2 separate regions of the Anas platyrhynchos genome follow, and region 1 is linked to region 2. Evidence: chromatin contacts called from public Hi-C data. All regions are on one chromosome and are shown on one strand. The core of a region is the stretch at or near the end of the contact, and the rest is flanking DNA. Distances in the headings are between cores, read along the strand shown.

What was found. Hi-C and Micro-C count contacts between places; a contact is called where the count stands out from the background.
Region 1: a Hi-C map of small yellow follicle shows a contact between it and region 2, with 2.9 times the contacts expected there. The contact joins the enhancer-like site here to the promoter of ERBIN in region 2. A contact is called at or near these places in 3 of 8 Hi-C or Micro-C datasets (liver, small yellow follicle and subcutaneous adipose tissue).

What each region holds. Positions count from the first base shown.
Region 1 is chrZ:23,028,869-23,031,568 of IASCAAS_PekinDuck_T2T, forward strand. All of the region lies in intron 3 of ERBIN (erbb2 interacting protein), which reads left to right. Among named protein-coding and RNA genes, the nearest start is that of ERBIN, 47 kb to the left of the region's middle. Within about 2 kb of position 1,288, at least 1 of the 8 cell types and tissues checked has an H3K27ac peak or open chromatin away from gene starts, as enhancers often do. A contact at or near this core is called in subcutaneous adipose tissue, where this site is marked.
Region 2 is chrZ:22,981,926-22,984,625 of IASCAAS_PekinDuck_T2T, forward strand. ERBIN (erbb2 interacting protein) reads left to right here and starts at 1,280. Exons shown (of 28, transcript XM_072031772.1): 1 at 1,280-1,505; 2 at 1,969-2,051.

The DNA of each region.
Region 1 (2,700 bases), core at 38-2,537, 47 kb after region 2:
TTGTATTCATATCAGGAGCAGGGAGACTCAGGCTATAGCTTCACATTAAAATGGTGAAATGGTTCCAAAAAACCTTTTCATAAATCTGTTCGCTATTGCTTGTTCTCTCCCCCTACTGCAGCACTTTGTTTCATTGTTTTGTTGTTTGTCTGAGTGTTTTCTGGTTTCATTCAATGAAGCAAATGACAAAAAACAGTCTGACTTTGAAAAAAAAAATCTCTACATTTTTTGTTTTGTTTTGTTTTCTAGAAGAGGTGGAAAGAAATAGCACGGGTGGGAGGCAAGAGGAAGTGAAAATACCTTAACTTGGTGTTGTCACCAAATGAGGTTTTGAAACCACAACCAGAGCATGCCAGTGGCATTTAACAAGAGGCAGTCTCCTCACAGTACAGCCTTTCTTTTGATGTTTCAGTTTCTTGTCAGAGTCCATCAGGCTCCAGAGCCATGCTTTCCTCTCACGAAGAGAGCAAGAAGGGTTGCTGTGGAGCAGGCATGTGGGTCAGGGTTTGTGGGTTGCACAGGAATCTCGCTGTCCCCTCCCCGCTGTGAGAGGAGAGATGCTTTTGGGGGATGCCCAAGCCAAACCGCCCCCTCCCCAGACCCTGGCTCTTTGCTTTCCTGTAAGAGCTGAGGATGTTCCCAGTTCCTTACAGTATGAAGATGTTTACAGTTTACCCGAATTCTTGAGGGCTAGAGCTCTTGTTGGCTGGAAGAGCTTGGTTTAAGTTGTGCTGGGAGTTGACACAATAGAGCCTCTTTTAACATCAAGCAAACGGCCTATATCTGGGCATGTGTTCTGGTGCATGTTGCTGCCTTTGGAAGAGAAAAGCCTGTAACATTTCTGAAGACAAATCAATTCGTGTTTTTCTTGCCAATGCCAGAAACTTCATTTTGTACCAATTTGCTGGTGTAGAAGTGATTTTTTTTTTGTTGTTTGTTTAGTGGAGTAAACAGGATTCATGAAAAACCATACAAACAACAACATTATTTTTTTCATAATTCTGTTTCAGTAATAATTTGTTGGGGCATCTGTCAGTTGGCCAGATAAGCCATCCCGAGTCTATCAGGCTGCTGTGCGTGCCACTGCCTGCCCTCCCCCCCCCCATTTTTTTTCTTTCCTGTGTTTACACATCCTCTGCTCTGTGGTTCTGTGCTCATCTGTAGGTAATGGAGTGGGCTAGAAGGAGCCTGACCAGATATTTTTGTGCCGGGTTGTTCTTGCCTTTCCCTATAAACATCTGATGGCTGGTTTCATTTTCAGCTCTGCTGCTGATGTAACTGGTAAACACCCTTCAGAGAGGCTGGGGGGGGAGGCTCCTTTCACCAGCTTACAGCATGAGCGGTCACATCCTGTTAGCATCAGACAGGAAATTTCAGCAACTAATGGCACAATAAAACTATTGCTTTTAATGCCAATTAACAGGGATTAGGAACAAAATTACTGTGAATTTAGATTCTACTTGTAAACAGCATGAGCTCAGAATTCTCAAAGCAACATGATAAGTGTGTGTGTGTTTTAAAATGTTTATCAAAACACAGCCAGACATGTGTTTAAACAAACATGTCCTGTGGTGTGCTGGTGCTGTTGGGCTGCCGGGCACTCGGGTGACGGGAGTGTGCGGGGAATTGCTGAGGAGCTCCAGGAAAGCAAGATGTTCCACTGGCTGACACGCTCCCCGAGTGCCTGAGTTATTAGTTTGTAGTGTGTATCCAAGCCTGCTGTTGGTCTTGTTTTCTTTCATTGATCATGGTCTTTCAATTTCAAACCAATGTGTTGCTTTTCTGCTTCCAGTAGTCTTATTCTGTTCAATGAAGATGTCTCACCATTTATGCATTCAGCCCACTGCTGTTTCAGTGTAGATTTGCCAGAATTACAGCGTTTGCTTTGCCCTAGATTCTCCAGTAATCTTGTCTGGATGTTGTATTAATTACACAGTATTCTCCAGTTGTTCCTTCACTGTTTATTAGCAAGTGTCACTGCTGAAATTCAGTCTCTAGTTAACAAGGTTGATAAGACTTAAACTAATTCAAGCAGCCTTCAAAGTCTTAGATGTACTGCAAGTGTATAGAAGGTTTTAAGTGATGGATGCTATTAAGATGCGATTTGACTTTATTTTGGTTGCTTTTATTTTTGCACCACAAAATTAAACGCTGTTTTGATAGCACCTCTTACAATTTTATTGATTCAAATACAATGGGAAGGCAAAATAAGGAAAACAAACTTTTCTGAAAATGGCAAACCAGCTGAAACTAGTTACTGTCTTTGTTAGACTTTGCTGCTTTGGTTCTGTTTTTGTGATGGCATGCTTTAAGTGTAACAAGGTGAGCTAATTTCTGGAAGTACGTTACTGTGGGGGAGTTACAGCTTTGCTCTTTAAATTGGAAGTCTTGATACATTAGTTGTATTAATTTCATAGTATGGTAAACTACTAGAAAAAGAAAAACTTTCTTCCTTTTATTTTTTAATGCAATAAGTACATGCAAAAATAGTAGGAGCACAAATGAGTAAAATTCAATGGCAAATAAGATGAGCAACAGCAACTTACAATTTTATTTATTTAAATAAATTGAATTGTTCTCTGTATGCAGCATGGGCATGGCTTCAAAACTGAAAAGTGGCATTTTTTTCTTTTTCGTATTTTCAGGCAAAGCTTATTCAGATGTGGATATAAATACTGTCTTTCGGTTTTTGGTTATTTT
Region 2 (2,700 bases), core at 30-2,529:
GGCGTCTTACATTGAAACTAACGTTACAATTACGGTAGGTCCATCATGGGAACAATAGTTGCTATAAATTTCCCACACCCATCTGTTACCCAGCTGCATTAATAGATGCATTAGGCAATTTGCAGTAAACTTTGCCAAAGAGCAATTTCACACCAAAAACAGCCACAATAATCTCATGCGTAACACAGGTGCCTCGTAGAGCTCGTGATGGAGGGGATCTGTGGCAGAATGGCACTTGTATTCATCACGATAAGGATTACTGGTCGTTAGGTAGGAATGATCATGAGGTTGCGAGACAAAATATTAGCAACTTTGTTAAGAGCCCCGGTGTAGCGCCATACAGTGAGGAACTCTGAATTTGTTGTCGGTGCTTTGAACTTTGGGGGCGGAAGCTCTCACGCTTGGCCTGAGTCCAGAGCCGAGTTATTTGAAGAGAACAGCTTATCCGAGCGACGGAAACAAATAAATAAAAGGAAGTTTGGGAAATATGTATTTATTGGAATGCATATACGTGTGTGTGTGTGTGTTTTTACCAGCTCCGGTGGCTATGTTTGATCCAGTTTAATTACTTGGACCTCGGCACAGGGGCAGTCCCCGAGGAGGGCGGTATGTGGAGATGGAGGAGAGGCGGTGAGTGCCGCTGCCCTCACGGAGAGGCACGCCTCTGGCTGCCTCGGGGTGCCCCCAGATACAAAGCAGTAACTCTGGCGGAGGTTACAGCCGCGTTAAACGCCGTGGGTACCGCGGACCCGCCCAGCCCCGCGTCGCTGCTCGGGGCTGAGGCGTTTTCGCCCAAAGCGCCCCGTCAGGAGCCGAGGGAGGCAGCCGCAGAGCCCCAGACGCTGGATTTGGGGGCTTAGGGGGCTTTTCACTTCAGGCTGGCCCCGAGCTGACACTCTGCTCCCCGCTGCTGGCCAGGGGCTCGCGTAAACGCCGCTCCCCAGCCTCCTGCCCCATTTCTCAGCGCGCAGCCCCCTCCGCAGCCCCCCGCCGGCCGCCCGGCGAGCGGCCCCCACCCCGCCCCCCACCTCGCCCCATTCCTCCACAGCGCGCTCCCGCCCCCCGCGGGCCGCCATTGGCTGCGGGCCCCGTCCCTCACAACCTTTCTGCCCGCCGATTGGCCGAGCCGCCGCCTCCCGCGCTCGGCCCCGCACCGGCTAGGGGCCCGGCGGCGGCGGCGGCGGCAGTGGCGGCGGCGGGAGGGGAGCGGGGGGGAGGGGATGCGCTGCGCTGCGCCGCCGCCGCCAGTGGGGGCGCTCCCGCCGCTCCCGGCCTGGGCCTGGGAGGCGGCGGCGGCGGCGGCCTCCCGCCCTCGTACGCCCCGCTGCCGTTGTCCGTGTGTCCCCATCCCTCCATCTGTCCGTCCATCCATCCGTCCATCCATCCATCCTGCCCCGGGGCACCGTCGCCGGGGCGAGCGGGCGGGGGGGAAGGCGGAGAGCACGGGGGGGAAGTGTGCGAGAGGAGGCGGGGAGAGGGCGGCGGCGGCGGCGGCGGGCGGGCAGGTGAGGAGGGGACGGCGGCAGGCAGCGGGAGGGCGGCCCGCGCCCCTCGTGCCCTTGGCGGCGGGGTGAGGGGCGCCGGGGAGCGGACAGGCGGCGGGACGGGGCCCGGGGGGCGCGCTCCGTGCGGGGCGGGGACCGCGGGGCACGGCCCGGGGCTGCCGCCGGGAGGAGCCCGGCTCGGCTGGGCTCGGCTGAGATCGGCACAGATCGGAAGCGATCGGCTGAGATCGGCTGGGCTCGGCTCTGCCCGCTCGGCTCTGCCCGGCTGGGCTCGGCTCGGCTCGGCTCGGCCCGGCCGCCCCCCCCCCCCCGCGCTCACTCTCAGCGCCCCCATCCTCGCCGAAAGCTGTTGCATCTTTTTTTTTTTTTTTTTTTTTTTTCTTCCCCCTCCACCCCTTTTTTTTTTTTTTTTTTCATCTCTCTCCTCCCTCCTCTCCTCCCCCTTCTCCCCCCCTCCCCGAAGGCGCAGGGCAGTCGGTGGTGGGATTTAAGACGTTTCCCCGGGGCGCCGGGGGACAGCGCTGCCCGCTGGAGCCGGCCGAGGAGGTGAGTGGGGGGGGGGCAGATTTGGGGGGGGGACAGCGGCTCGGTCCTGCCCCCGCCGCCACCGGAGGGGGTGGGGAGCAAGGAAGGAGTTCACGCTTCGTTTTTATATCCTGTTTTTTTTTGGCCTTTTATTTTTTTATTTTTATTTATTTTTATTTTTATTTTTTCCGCCCCGCGCAGCCCCTTTGTGCCCCGTCCGTCGCGGCGCGGGGGGCTCGGGGCGGGGGTCCGGGGGTGGGGTGTGTGTGTGTAGGGGGGGGACACGGAAAGTTTCCAGGCTCTCCTCGGGCACAGAAGTTTCTTTGTTCGGCCGGAGGAAGGCACTGAGCGGCTGCTGCTCCCAGACCTGCCCTGCGGAGCCGAGCCCTGCCAGCGCAGTGAAGTTGTGGGGCAACGAGGCGGTCCCGCAGGAGGTAATCGCGGCTTATTGCCCCCCTGCGCCTGCCTTTCACCTTGTTTTATTTTATTTTATTTTTTATTATTTTTTTCTGGGGCTAACCTCCGGCCCGTCCTCCTGAAAATCCTAAATTTCTTCTCTACGACGTGCCCTGGGTAAAGCCTCGGCTTCCCCCCCCCCGGCCGCCGCCACCTCTCCTCCTCCCCTCCGCCCCGTCCCCGTCCCCGTCCCCGCGGTGACGGGTTTGGCCGC